Linked DNA regions of Mus musculus: regions 1, 2, 3 and 5 are each linked to region 4. Evidence: chromatin contacts called from public HiChIP or PLAC-seq data. All regions are on one chromosome and are shown on one strand. Each heading gives the region's core, a stretch centred on a gene start, on an enhancer-like site or on the middle of the called end of the contact. The rest is flanking DNA. Distances are from core to core; before and after follow the strand shown. Region 1 holds the start of Hmgcl (3-hydroxy-3-methylglutaryl-Coenzyme A lyase). Region 2 holds the start of Fuca1 (fucosidase, alpha-L- 1, tissue). Region 3 holds the start of Pnrc2 (proline-rich nuclear receptor coactivator 2). Region 4 holds the start of Srrm1 (serine/arginine repetitive matrix 1). Region 5 holds the start of Ldlrap1 (low density lipoprotein receptor adaptor protein 1).

Evidence for each region. HiChIP or PLAC-seq counts read pairs in DNA pulled down with a chosen protein or histone mark.
Region 1: a contact with region 4 is called in an H3K4me3 HiChIP or PLAC-seq map of embryonic stem cells, with 8 read pairs. The contact joins the promoter of Hmgcl here to the promoter of Srrm1 in region 4. A contact is called at or near these places in 1 of 39 promoter capture datasets (cranial neural crest), 2 of 484 Hi-C or Micro-C datasets (both in cortical neurons), 3 of 115 datasets of contacts at active chromatin or transcription factors (bone marrow-derived macrophages, embryonic stem cells and pancreatic cancer cells) and 1 of 9 other capture datasets (pancreatic islet).
Region 2: a contact with region 4 is called in an H3K4me3 HiChIP or PLAC-seq map of bone marrow-derived macrophages, with 2.9 times the contacts expected there. The contact joins the promoter of Fuca1 here to the promoter of Srrm1 in region 4. A contact is called at or near these places in 2 of 39 promoter capture datasets (hippocampal neurons and neural stem cells) and 2 of 115 datasets of contacts at active chromatin or transcription factors (astrocytes and bone marrow-derived macrophages).
Region 3: a contact with region 4 is called in an H3K4me3 HiChIP or PLAC-seq map of bone marrow-derived macrophages, with 3 times the contacts expected there. The contact joins the promoter of Pnrc2 here to the promoter of Srrm1 in region 4. A contact is called at or near these places in 1 of 39 promoter capture datasets (the C10 cell line), 6 of 484 Hi-C or Micro-C datasets (LSK cells, Th1 cells, embryonic stem cells and 2 more), 5 of 115 datasets of contacts at active chromatin or transcription factors (the SCID.adh cell line, bone marrow-derived macrophages, epiblast stem cells and 2 more) and 1 of 9 other capture datasets (liver).
Region 5: a contact with region 4 is called in an H3K4me3 HiChIP or PLAC-seq map of embryonic stem cells, with 10 read pairs. The contact joins the promoter of Ldlrap1 here to the promoter of Srrm1 in region 4. A contact is called at or near these places in 2 of 39 promoter capture datasets (cranial neural crest and liver), 2 of 484 Hi-C or Micro-C datasets (B cells and uterus) and 3 of 115 datasets of contacts at active chromatin or transcription factors (bone marrow-derived macrophages, embryonic stem cells and memory CD8 T cells).

The regions. Positions count from the first base shown.
Region 1 is chr4:135,945,138-135,947,837 of GRCm38.p6, forward strand. It overlaps Hmgcl (3-hydroxy-3-methylglutaryl-Coenzyme A lyase), which reads left to right and starts at 1,311. Exons shown (of 9, transcript NM_008254.3): 1 at 1,311-1,403. The coding sequence starts at 1,344.
Region 2 is chr4:135,919,345-135,922,044 of GRCm38.p6, forward strand. It overlaps Fuca1 (fucosidase, alpha-L- 1, tissue), which reads left to right and starts at 1,382. Exons shown (of 8, transcript NM_024243.4): 1 at 1,382-1,806. The coding sequence starts at 1,460. It overlaps Cnr2 (cannabinoid receptor 2 (macrophage)), which reads left to right. Exons shown (of 2, transcript NM_009924.4): 2 at 1-875.
Region 3 is chr4:135,872,533-135,875,232 of GRCm38.p6, forward strand. It overlaps Pnrc2 (proline-rich nuclear receptor coactivator 2), which reads right to left and starts at 1,314. Exons shown (of 3, transcript NM_026383.3): 1 at 1,142-1,314; 2 at 363-567.
Region 4 is chr4:135,351,731-135,354,430 of GRCm38.p6, forward strand. Srrm1 (serine/arginine repetitive matrix 1) reads right to left here and starts at 1,416. Exons shown (of 18, transcript NM_016799.4): 1 at 1,367-1,416. The coding sequence starts at 1,387.
Region 5 is chr4:134,766,738-134,769,437 of GRCm38.p6, forward strand. It overlaps Ldlrap1 (low density lipoprotein receptor adaptor protein 1), which reads right to left and starts at 1,267. Exons shown (of 9, transcript NM_145554.2): 1 at 1,079-1,267. The coding sequence starts at 1,163.

The DNA of each region.
Region 1 (2,700 bases), core at 61-2,560, 590 kb after region 4:
ATATTAAAAAAAAAACAAAGTAGAGGTGGAGACAGGTTTGTTTTTGCTTGATGGGAGCAGAAAGCCTTGTGGTTACAAAAGCAGGCCAGAGCAGGTTAGCAAAAATTCCTGTAAGTGCCTGAGGGTCAAGCTGACCTCAATGTCAGCCCAAGGTCAGGTCAGGATTTAGCAAAGATGTTTTTCTTGCTTCACTCTTATGGCCTCACAGGTGTTCTACATAGACTTACATGTAGGCAAAACAGCCATGCACATGAAGTAAATACACTAGTAATAATTTAAAACTTTGGTGGCCATCGTGGCACATATCTTTAACTCCAGCACTTAGTAGGCAGAAGTAGAGGCAGGCAGATCTCTGAGTTTAGGTCAGCCTGGTCTACATGGAGTATATGAGTACACTATAGCTGTACATATGGTTGTGAGCCTTCATGTGGTTGTTGGAAATTTAATTTTAGGACATCTGCTCGCTCTAGTCGGCCACCACTCACTCAGGCCCAAAGATTTATTTAATAAGTACATGGTCGCTGTCTTCAGACATACCAGAAGAGGGCCAGATCTCACTACAGGTGGTTGTGAGCCACCATTTGAACTCGGGACCTTCGGGAAAGCAGTCAGTGCTCTTACCCGCTGAGCCATCTCACCAGCTCCACAGTGAACCTTTATATTCTACTTTGTGACCTTAACCTTTGGGGCGGGATCTGCGCCATTCTGCATGATGCACACGCATGTTTAGTCATTTGAAGACTTCCCCACTGAGGCTGAGGACGGGAAGACAAGAAGGAAGTAAGACAGTGTATACACAGGGACACAATGATTTCCTAATGGCTAGCTTCAGGGTTTCACAAGTCACCCGAGCACCAGTAGTAGCCCCTAGAAGCCCACAGTTATAGCAGTCCTTCGCTAACCTAGGCCTTCTTGCCTTCCCTGTTCCTTTAAGACTAAAGGAGCCATCGGCTTGGCCCACCAGCTTCCCAGTCATCTTCAACCCCAACACGCCCTGGGAACACAACGCCTTTCAGAAGGCAGATAAATGGCCCTGGATTGGAACCGGGCGTGATTTAAGACGTGGGGGAAGCAGGTGGAGGTGAAAAAAATCTCGGGATCTACACATGGGCTGTCAAATGTCATGGCTCTTCATGGGACACGTGTTCAGAAAATCATGGAGTGGGCATGATTGGAGGGTAGAGCTACTTAGAGGGGAGTAGGAAAAGAAAACAGACAGGCTGAGGGGAGGAACCAAACTGGGAGCCTCACAAGAGGAGCGATGCACCGCCTCCGGCCCTAACCACGCCCACAGAGGGATCGGCGGTCACGTGGTGCCCAGTGGGTTGGCCTCCGGAGTGAAGATGGCGTCAGTGAGGAAGGCTTTCCCGCGGAGGCTGGTGGGCTTGACGTCCCTCCGGGCTGTAAGTGCTCCCCAGGCGGGTGACAGTCATGGGATCGGGCGGGCCTCCTCAGCTGCTGTGACAGGCGGAGGAGCGGGACCGCTCGAGGGACTGTTGCCGGGAGGATTTGAGAGTTCCGGACCCAGCCGGTCTGGCTCAGATCCATTGCAAGAAACGGGGAAACTGAGGCGGCGGGAAGAGAATCGACCCGCTGTGACTGTGGAGACCGGGGACACCATCCTGGGCGTCCTACCTCCCTTACGGTGACCCTGACTCCTTCCCCTATTTGAGCTTCGGATCTCTCCGGCCCTTCATTAGTGGAAAACAGTGTTCAGTGTGGGAAACACAAGCATCCCTGTCTGCCGCCTTACTCGGCCCTTGTTGCTTTTATGGACGCCTGGGGAGAACTTGGATCGCGTGGGCCGGACAGGGATTCCCTCAGAACTGTCCTTTGGGCATGTTTGGTCCTGGCATTCTGACCACGCGCAGTTATTTGAAGGAAGGGGGGGGGGGCAAAAAGAGCTGTGCTGGCTAAACCGCAAACTGGTGTCCGGGTGATCTGCCACTTTCTAGGCTGAGTGACAGAGGTGTGTACTCAGCTTGCTTATACGTAAAATGCAGAGTCTCAGGATGATTTAGTGAGTGACCAGTCAGTCGGTGGTGGTGCTTTGTGAGAGTTGGACTTAGGAGCGATCAGCGCCAGCGTCACTGCTACACCCTCAGCTCTGTGATGGCGCTGTTACGATTTTATGTTGGGGAGTTTAGGCATTGTATTAGCACTTGGAAAAACTACTTTCCTTGCAGCTCGTGGGTGCCTCTCAGAAAGCCCAGAAAGCCACTTCTGGCCGGGCATGGTGGCTCACGCCTTTAATCCCAGCACTCGGGAGGCAGAGGCAGGCGGATTTCTGAGTTCGAGGGGAGCCTGGTCTACAAAGCGAGTTCCAGGACAGCCAGGACTACACAGAGAAACCCTGTGTCGAAAGAAACAAAAACAAAAAAAAAACAAAAAAAAAAAAAAACAAAAACAAAAAAAATGGGAAAGAAAAAGAAAGCCACTTCTGCATCTTTAGTCTACCCACTTCCAATGATTGCTCAGGGATCAAATGAAAAGGCAAATATCAACGTGAAAAGTTAAGGAAATAAACCCGAGGGGGAGAGGGGGAGAGAATGAGAATTAAGTAACATGGTGGGTCATAATATCTATCTATCTATCTATCTATCTATCTAAGACAAAGTTTCTTTCTATATAACTTTGGTATTCACTACATAGACCAGGCTAGCTTCAAACTCAGAGCCTGCTATGACTCTGGGCTTACAG
Region 2 (2,700 bases), core at 132-2,631, 570 kb after region 4:
GGGAATGGTGGGGAAAACAATGCTCTCCAGGGCCATTAAAACCTCTCATTGCTCTAACATGCTGTGGTTATCTCTGCAACCATGGAGACCTTTGTGCCATATGGACCATGTGACTTCTGGCTCCCATACTTCCTGAAGTTATGGGCACACACCATATACCATTGGGCGTGTGCTGACTGTAGAGGAATTGGGTGACTGGCCATATGAGTTTTAGAGATTTTCCCAGGGCAAGAGGGTTCTCTTGGCTCTCAATTTTTCTGGTCCCTCATGCCTCAGTGGTCCCCTGTGTGTGGGTCAGGCATGCTTGTTTAGCGGTGCCAGACTGAAGCTCCGGCCTTCCGGTGTACCAAGCAAGTGTTGTACTCCTGAGTCAGGTTTTCTTCAGTTAGATGCTAACTAAGCTCTCTGAGAGACCCTCAAAGTTTTTGAGGTGTAGCTCAGTCAGTAGAGTGCTGCATCTGCAAGAGCAAATCTCTGGGTTCAAAGGTCAGTACTACCTAAAACCAGGAATGGCAGTGCCATCCCCTACCTGTAATCCCAGCACTCCTGAGGTACAAGCAGGAAGATCAGGAATGCAAAGTTACTGTAGCTGTAAGTTCGAAGCCAGCCTGAGCTAGTTGAGACCCCCTTACCTCAAAATAAATTTAAGTTACAATTCTAAATTAAATTAAAATGTCTAGGGCTGGAGAGATGGCTTAGTGGTTAAGAGCACAGACTGCTTTTCCAGAGGTCCTGAGTTCAATTCCCAGCAACCACATGGTGGCTCACAACCATCTGTAATGGAATCTGATGCCCTCTTCTGGTATGTTTGAAGAGAGCGATGGTGTACTCATATACATAAAATAAGTAAATAAATCTTTTTTTAAAAAAATGTTTAAGTTCCTCGGAGTTCTTGTTAAGTTCAACGGACAAAAGATAGACTAAAATAACCACGTCTGCCCTTAATCTTTCAGCAGCCATTTCTCTCCCTCCGCATAAAGCTCCTTCTAACCTTGTTATTTCTCAATCTCTTCGGCAACTCTCCAATCTGCTAAACTCCACCTGCTGGCTGGAGGTATAGCACAGAGAACCCGCGGCTCCTAAATAGTCACTAAATAAAACGACCTGGCTTCAGCCTTCCCCTGAAGATTGGTGCAACAACGTGGACTTCTCCCAGTTTTCCCCACACCTTGGGTCTTTCTCACTTGCGGGGAATCCGGCAATTAAATCCTTAGGCGAGTCTACGGAATTTAAATTCAATAGAGCAGAACCAGCAACGCCGCCTTAAGTCTTTCTCCCTTCCAATGCCAGAGGGCGCTCCAGAGCCGCAAGCCTGACCCCACCCCCTCTCCTTCCAAGCCAATCGTTACTCTGAGAGGCGGGGCTACTCGCCGGCGCTTGCGTGTTAAGAGGGGGGCGGTGCGGGCCCGGAAGCAAGGATGTAGGAGCTGAACTTGAGTGGTGGGCTGTGGACTCTGGGATGCTGCTGCTGCTGCTGCTGCTGCTAGTGGCTGCGGCCCAGGCAGTGGCCCTGGCTCCGCGCCGCTTCACTCCGGACTGGCAGAGCTTGGACTCGCGGCCACTGCCGAGCTGGTTCGATGAGGCCAAGTTCGGGGTGTTCGTGCACTGGGGGGTGTTCTCGGTGCCCGCCTGGGGCAGTGAATGGTTCTGGTGGCACTGGCAGGGCGATCGGATGCCGGCCTACCAGCGCTTCATGACAGAAAACTACCCGCCCGGCTTCAGCTACGCCGACTTCGCACCGCAGTTCACAGCGCGCTTCTTCCACCCGGATCAGTGGGCCGAACTCTTTCAGGCTGCCGGGGCCAAGTGAGTGCGGGACGGGCGCGAGGCGGGAGCAGGCAGGCCATAGCCGGCGCTGCCTGACCTCGGAAGGTCCAGGACCCTACGTTCTGCATCTCGGAGGAAGGACGCTAAAGACGAGAATCCAGCTGAGGATCAGTTAAAAAAATAAATAAATAAAATAAAATAAAATAAAATTAAGGCGGGAAAGCACTGGGTGGTACACCTGTGCGGAGAGAGACTAGAATCAGGCTACATCGGTGTCTCGTTTGAAAGGTCCAGAACACAGCCCAGATTCCCGTCGGTGGCCCTGAGTTGTAGATCTGACCAGTCCCCTTAGGCTACGGGTAGCGTCCGTCCGTGGAAGCTTATAAAAAAGCGCCGCCTGACTTCCTTGTAGCCCTGTGCCTCTAAAGGAAGAAGGAAGGATGGAAGTTTGGGGTTGCTCTTTGTTGGGGTCTCCCTCACTTCTCACTTGCTTATAGTAGAACTCAGAGGAGGAAGGGGGTTGTTTGGGCAAAGCCCTGCAGAGGAAGTGCGTTTTGAGAGCCCTCTAAGCCAGAGAAAATATTGGCTGACTTTGGACGCGGGATTTGGCCACTGTGAGGGCAGCCTCCCGCTCCTGGCTTAGTGTAGTCCTCCGCTCTCTTCATTGATTTTCTGCCAAACTCCGACTTTTTATTCCCTCGGGACGTTAGGTTTTCTCCCCCGAAGGGAAAGGCTGTGTATAGCTGGCACTTAGTATTTTCGCCAAGTAAAAGGCCTGAGGGAACAGAAATCTGTCATCTTGCCATCTTGAGAGCCGTAATTTACAAAGTTGAACTCCAGCCTTTTTCCAGACTTCCTGTTTAATGGACGAGGTAACTAGCCCAGAGAGAGGAAGGAGAGGAAGGAGCCTGGTGTCCTAGACTGCAGGTCTAT
Region 3 (2,700 bases), core at 64-2,563, 520 kb after region 4:
AAGAAAATATGACAAGATGGCATTAGGCTCGACTTCAAAACCATCTACCTCAAAAAACTAAAGTCGTGAGCTAGATACCAGTTTGTGAAATTGAAAGAAGAAAAAAATTAAAGCAAGCTCTTCTTTCATTCTTTGTACAAGCTAAAAGAAATAACCCCACACACCGAAAGCCACCCGTGGCTGGTGGGGTCTCCTATACCAGACTGGCCTCCAACTTTAAGCAGTCTTGCCCCAAACTCTGGAGTGCTGGAATTACAGGCACATAATACTGCAGCATCGCCATGCATGGCCGCTGACCTTAATAGTTTAGAATTGCTTCACTCCTAAGATAATTGGCCCCACTGTGATGGGAATCTTTATACCTTTCAGTTTGCTTTTCAGATTGAAGGATTTCCACTACTTGTCCTCTTCCTTGCTGCCAAGCCCAGGATAAGAGACGTTGCTTTCTGCTAGATCCTTTCCTTTGTCTCAGTACACAAGTTTTCATGAGCCAGTCTGCTGATTTCAGCCTAGGAGCTGAGGTCCACATCGAGTCTCCTCAGCACACAAGTTTGAGAGAAGTCCTAGCTAGAAAAGGAAAGAGAATTACTTGAAAATAACCCCAAAAAGTGATCTTTTAGACATTCTACAGAAATGGCTGTCGCTGCTTCCTCAAAGCTTCATAGATGATGTATGAGACCACGACTTTCTTTGACCTCATAAATATCAGCTTACAACTCTTGGGGGCTTACCTGCAACTCTTACCCGTTTTAAAGTGAAACTAGGACCCGCACAGCCATTTCCACATCAAGGTTCTGTTCCCAACAGCGCGCATCGTGATTTCGCCTATGACTCCGGTAACGGGTGCCATAATTTTTCACAAACCATAATAACCTTACATTCCTAAAGATCACGCCTCTAAGGGGAAAGGTTTCTCTGTTCTAATTAGCAAACACCCTCACAAGGCTGAGAAGCCTCCGACTTTGTAAGTCAGAAGGCCCGCACTCGCAGTCACCCGCACAGTGAACCTGCAAGCTCGCAGCCTCAGCCCGCGGCTCCGCTCCCAGGGAGTCGGTCGCACCCGACCGGCCTCACTTCCTCTTCAGCCAGGCCCAACAATGGTGCCCGCGATGGCCAACATGGCCGCCCCCGCCACACTCACCGACTTCGAGCGGCGGCGGCGGCGGCTCCCTCTCGACCTCCAAGCCTCCTTCCCTCTACAGGGAGAAACGATGCACGGATCTAACAGCCCACGAACGAGTCACGGATCACAACTCCGTCTGGGGACCAACCTCCTACTGCCTTTCCCGACAAAATGGAGGCCGCTGCAAGCGCGGAAGAGGACCGGAGACTGTGCAGCCAATGAGGACGCGGCAGCGCGTCCCGCGGCCAATGAGACGCCAGCCACCGCCTGTTGCTGGGGCACGCGGGGGGGGGGGGGAGTGCGGGGTGGCTGTTGTCATGGTTTGAAATCCTGCGGGAGGAGCATGTCGGGAATAACTGGCCCGCTTCGGGAGCCGCGCTGCTGGACTTTCCCCGGCTGGCGGAGGGCAGCTGCTCTTCTGCTGGCCTCTGGCAGCGGGGCCCGTACTTTACTTCCGTGACCAGACCTCTGCGCGGCGCCCGTCTTTGTTCCTGGCCCTTTCTGTCCTGCGGTCACTGGGCCAGCCCCAGAGCTGCCGTGGGTCATATTCACCCCACCCAGAGCCCGGCAACTATTTCTGCACATGACCACCTTCCTTTTTTATGTCTCCTCTGATCTAGCTTCACTTTTTTCTCGGTACCTGAGACTGTCACTACTATCAGGGCCTGCTTTTTCTATACACAGCACTTGCTGGATCCCTACACATTTTTTGGTCTTGTTTCGAAAGTGGGAAAACTAGAGAAAAGAAATATACCGCTCAAGAATGACAGCAAGGTTCGGGAAAGAAAGGAGAGATATCTTTTGTTTAAGAGAAAAAGAAAAACGTGTATCCTAGAGTCAACATTTCAAGGGTGAACACCAATTTCAGTGAATAATTCTGGGGGTAAATGTGCCAGGTGTCTTGCCTCATTCAGGCCTGTAATCACAGCTTCTCAGTTTTGAGGTCAGTTTGGAGTACATAGCAAAACCCCCATCTCAGCAAAACAAAAACGTTTCATTGGCTCCAAATTGTGATGCAAATAAGACACACACACTCACACATCTATCTATATAGCCATTGCTGTCCAGAATTAAGTTGGTCCAGAATTCTGCAAGCCTGTCCAAATGCATCTAGGGTGTTTTATCTGCTCCCTACCTCATGCTAGACTTTTGCTTATGTCATCTCATTCCAGTCTCAGCAATTTTAAGGGCAAGGTGCTATTCTGATTTCCAGTGTTCTTGGATTCAGGACATCTCAGTGGTGCCACACTTCAAAGCATAATGCTACAGTGAGTTTCAAGAGCCTGGGCTCATGTGCCCTTCTTCTCTGTGCCTAAAAGGTGCTTGACATAGAGGACACCATTACCCACATTGTCGGAAAGCTTGGGTGCCATGAAGCCTGCCTGTGTCCTGCCACCTGGCTGAGCCTGCTCTCTCCTACAAGGTCAGCGTCAGGCTGCCCTTTGGGAGAGCATGGTTCCGGCATTCACCATGTCTTAGCACTGTCTCTAGCTCATTAATAGCTACCAGTCCACAAGAGCTCCAAACTCTGGACCATGTGTAAAAAAGAATTCCTTCTTCGAAATATCACCGTCTGC
Region 4 (2,700 bases), core at 166-2,665:
ACTACAGAGTTCCAGGATGGCCAAGGCTACACACATAAACCACTTCCTGAAAAGGCAAAACAAAAACTGAAGGGGGTGGGGGGAGAAAAAGAGACAATTGACAAGTGAAAGAAACCTTCGACTGTTTTTAAGTGTTAACTTCGGTGCCATAAGAAATGAGTACTGACTACAAAGGTTAAGTGCCTAGTTTGTAGTGCAAGTATCTGAGGTGCTGGAGATAGACCCCAGTGTCTTGTTCATACTAGGCAAGCTCTCATGAACCACATACAAGAAGCACCTTTATTATCTCCCTCCTCCTTCCCCCGCCTTCCAATTTTTTCTTTAAAAATGCACACAAACTGTAAACTATATGCTTGATTCAGAGAATGCAAAACTCTAAGCAGTGGTATGACAGAGAGCTGGTATCTGGATTTTTACCAAGCTGTCTTACAAGGTTCTACTCTGCATTACAAGAATCAGCGATTCCTAAAGGGTTTGTTGCTACTTTTAATCCCACAAGTGTACGTTCCCATACATCTAGATCTCGACCTGTAGCTACTTTCCTTCCAAAGTGGACCTAATAAACTGCCTTACTGTGTGGGATCTATGTACCACCTCCAAGGTAACGTCCCCTGCCTGGACATGGGCCGCTGGGAAAGGGTGCTAGCGAAGAGCGGGAAGCGCGACGGAGTCACAACCGTAATCTGTCTCCACCCTCGCACACACCGTTCACTCCAAAAGCCTCCGATTCAAATGTTCCAACTACAAATTATCTAAGCTCCCCTCCCCGAAGAGCTATCAAATTGGGCGGGAGCGCTCACGAACTCTGACCCTGCGCCGCCGGGAAAGCTTAAGACCCAGAGGGTGGACGCTGTACGTCGGGGTTTGGGGGGGGGGCACCCATTTTCTCCAAAGCTGCCACTAAAAAAAAAAAATAATAAGGCCCCTTTCCTCAAACACCTCTCAGGACGGAGCCCCAAACCATACAACCGGTACCCCGCAGCCGCCCCGGGCTTCCCACCGGCCTCCCCCTAAAGACTTCCTCCTTGAGGCTCCGCTAGGCCCCGAGCCCGGGCGGCCGGCGCGGCGCCCGGCCTACAGGGCCTCGCCAGGCGGCCGGTGAGGTTCGGCTCCAGCCCATTCCCGCCGCCATTTTCCGGCCACCGCCACCGCCGCGTAGGGGGGGACGATCCCGGAGGAGGAGACTGCGCAGGGGCGCACCGGTCTCGGCCGCAACGCCGAGGCCGGGGGACGCTGCCCACGAACCCCCTCGGGGTCTCTAAGGCCTTCCTCCGCGGGCCGTCCTGTCCGGGATTTTGAGCGCCTCCCCCTCGGGTCTTACAAACAAGCCTCTCGCCTCTCCCCGGATCCCCGCGCTCGGACTTACGCGGAAGAATCCCGCGTCCATCTTGCCGCCTCGCTCGGAGATCGCTCCCTATCCCAGCGTGCACCGCGCCGCCGCGACGGAGGGCGGGACCGGCAGAAGGGAGCCCAGCGCCGGGAGGCTGCGCGCGCCGCTACACCCGCCCCGCTCCGGCGGGCCTGCGGCTGCGCCTGCTCAGTGCGCCACGAGAACGACGCGCATGCGCAAGCGCACCAGGGCGGCAGCCTTTCGCTAGGAGGGGAGGCGAGCTGGGCGACTGGAACCAATGGAAAGAGGAGGGAGAATCTTTGGGTCGCCCAACCCTACCGATCTTTTTTTTTTTTTTTTTTTTGTGGCGCATGATCAGCGGTGTTCGCGCGACTTGAGTTGATCCTTCCTTTGATCCGTAGTGGGAGGATGTGGGGAGTTGAAGGGAGATGGGGGGCGGGGGGGAAGCCTCAGTCCTGGGGTGCATGGGTAGTCATAAAAGAGAATGCTTGCTTAGGGGCGGCCCGATACGCCAGTTGTTGTCATTGTGAAAGTTGAGCTAGGAGTGGGTTTTGGGAGGTTGCCGGCGGGGTTGAGCCTGCAGCGTCAGCTCGTATGAAGCCCGCGTGTTCGCCGGATGTGCGTCGCATCTGGCTTGTTCTTGAGGTGTCCATTGGATACCTTTCTGTGCTTCTGCTGCGAAACCACGCCGAAGGGCAGGAAGTGGAAGAGGGCCAAAACCGGCCCTTTAATGTGCTCACCAAGCGCTTTCTCTCCAGAAAAGTTTCTCTGGGGCCACTTTGTAACATTCCATCTTTCACAGACACGCGCACCTCTAATGCTTTTTCATGGAAAAGTCGGGAAGTGGGCATGTCTGCCCTAGGAGTGCTAGTGTAGAAACCCGAATGTCTCCAGGCATTTTTTTTTTTTTTCTTTTCCTGGCTTTCCTACTTAAAGGGGGTTGACTTTCCCATTTGAACGCCCACAGACCAGATATGACTAGGTTCGTCTCGTCCATCAAAATCATCAAATGAATCGAAATAGCAGGGAAATCAGAGAGGCTGTCTTTGAGCCTTCTCTGTCTCTGTAGATGGCAGTAGCTTTCCTTTTGTTTAGGACAATCTTGCTGTTGAGAGTCCTCTTTCCTGCACACCCCACTCCCAAGCCCTCAGGAAACACACATGCCACTATGATGGAGGCCCAAGGTCCCTTATCTGAGTTGAACTCCTGCACTAGTTCTGTCACAGATAGCCCTGTTCCTGACCTTGCCACCCAGCATCCATTCTGAAGGAGGCCCGGATGCTGAACGATGCTGTTGAAAACCCTAGGTATCTCTGTGAGTTCAAGGCCAGTCTGGTCTACAGAGTGAG
Region 5 (2,700 bases), core at 17-2,516, 590 kb before region 4:
TCCCCTTCAGACCTCTTCCCCACCCACCCTTCTCTCTCTTGTCCCAGTAGAAAAACCACAGGGTTCGTCCACTGGAAGAGAAGGTCACACTCAGAAGCCCTGGTCACATCCCACGAATTTTTGAAGGGCTATTTTGGTAGTTAAGTGTGGAAGTCAGTACATGCCCTGCCCAAGGGGCCTCTGACCCCACCCCCGCCAGTAGGCACCAGCACGCGTTCCCGATGCCAGTCAGGGCTAGGAGGAGCCCACAACTGGAACACCACAGTGGGAATGAGGAGGGGCAGGGCGGGCTCCCGAGGCCCAGACACGCTGGCGCTCCAGGGACTAGGAAACTCGGGCTCCCCTGGTGGAGCCCGGCAAGGGAAGGTGCTGACGAGAAGCTGGGGGCGGGGAGGGGGTACTGTTAGTGGGAGAGGTGGGGGGCCCCAGGTAGGTGGCAGGTGAGGGTGTGCCGCGAGCCCGGGTACTTTGGCTTCACATCAGAAAGGGAAGGCCTGGGTGATCATCCCACGCGAATGAAAAGGGAGGAGGGACCTAAGCTAGGTTTCTCAGGCCTCGGGGGAGGGTGCCAGGTGACGGCTCTCCGAAAGTAACCCGAGAGGTGGCTGGGGGAGGCTCCTCTCCACCCTTCCAGACTCCCGGGAGAAATGGCAGCGAGTCTGAGTCTGCCTTTTGCCTAGGTGCCCAGGGACTCGGACCAGCCCCCAAGGAAAAGTACGGAGGAAAACAGGGTTTGTAAATAGCCTGGGCTCCAGCCTCGCCACCTGGACGCGTCCAGAGGGGAGGAAGCGGGACCCTGAATGGCACCCGGGCTGGGATCGCCCCTCGAGGCAGGGACCTGCGAAACTCCAGCGTCCAGAGGGGACCCTGTAGGTTGTGCTGGAGTGGGTAGAGAGGCTCTAGACGTCCCCTTCGCGCCACACCTGGGGACCCCGAGTTAAGCCTGATCCCTGTCGACCTGCCCCAGACGTGCAGCCGGACATGACCCCCGGCCCCGCCGCGCGGGGCGGGACGAAGCCACCCAGTCCACCTTGGCCCGGAGCTCGGCGGAGGCCCGACCCGGGGCGCATACACTCACTGCGGTGCCGGCCGCCCGCCCAGCTCTGCTTGGCCAGACTGGGGCTCCGGATTAGCGCGCGCCCCGCCGACTTGAGCGCGTCCATGGCCCGCTCCGGTTGTCGCCGCCGCCACTGACGCCGCTACCGCCGCCAAAACTCCTCCAGGAAAACTTTCCGCCGGGCCAGGCGGCGCGCGCCCGCTGCGCTCCTCCCCCGCCCTCCCCGCGACGTCTAGGGGCGGGGCCGGAGGGGCTACGCCCACCGCCACGCCCCTAGAGCGCAACCCCGCCCTTCCCGGACCTGGACCGGCTCCGAGGCTGCACGCGCGGTGTTCCTAAACTCAGAACCCACCAAGGCTCCCAGCCCAGCGCCTTTCCCCGTTCTCTAGCTACGGGATCCCATGGCCTTCTAGATAGCTCAGCTAAAAGGCACCTGGATACCGTTTCACCGATGGGAAGAGTGAAAGGTAGAACGATAAGGGTCTTGTTCAAAAATAAGAGAAAGAAAAAAACGATAGATGGGAAGGAGAGGGTCGAGTGGATAAAGGCACTTGCCGCCAAGCTTGACAATGATCCCGGAGACAACACGGTAGAAGAAGAGAATCAACTCCTGCAAATTGTCCTCTGACCTCCTGGCGCTAACAGTGGCACCTCCCCCATTGCTTACATACACAAAATAAATGTAAATAATTAAATAAATATGAGTGAGGGGCGCACCAAAGCAATGGGAGTCTTTGAACGAGGGAATGAAGGCCGCGAATTTTGCTGGGAAGGATCGGGAGTGTATTGGTAGATGCCCTTAGCAGCTTTCTTAGCTGTCCTCTGCCCCCACAGTCTCAGGGACATTGCAACCTTAGACGCAGACTCAGGCATGCTGTGTGACCCAGGCTGTCCTTCCCTGCTCTGAGTCATGATATCTGTCAAATGAAGCGTGATCCTATCTGTAGTGCACCCACCGGCCTGTCTGGGCAGGCCCTCGGTGTGTAGCCTTGCTCTAGCCTGTTTCCAAGGCAGCACCTGCTCCAGCCCCAGGAAGCTGGTAATTTAACTCTAGAGCCAGGAGCGATGGCTCAGACCGGTAATCATAGCGCTCATGGAGCTGAAGCAGGAGGATTCCTGCAAGTTCCAAGGCATCCTGGGGTATAGAGTGAAACTTTGTCTCAGAAAACCCAAATAACAAAGAATTCTAACTATTAAAAAAAAACCAAGAAAACAAAACAAAAAACCAAAAAACCCGCTAACCCTTGGTTCAGACTGTGCCCAAAGGAGTCTGGCGTTCACTACCTGGCTTCCAGAAGCTGGGCTTCAGCAGCGCAGCTGTGACCTCTGGCTAGTTTCAGAAGCCAGCAGATCTCTTCTGGCTGGGAGACACACATGCTGTGTGCTCTAGCTGCCCAAGGAGGCCTGGCTCACATTCCACTCTTTCTAAACCTCCTGTCTGTTCCAAGTGCTCCGCCTGAGTGGACAGTACAGCCAGCCATAGCCTCCTTTACAGCAGGAGACACGACATACCTGTGGTTCCCCAAGAGTCAGAGAGTGATGCCTCAGTGGGAATCCTAGTGGGGGGCATGGTCTGGCCATTATAAGTTTCAGCTGTAAAGGAGGCAAGAAGACCTTTCCCATGGAGCTGTCCTGTGTGACTG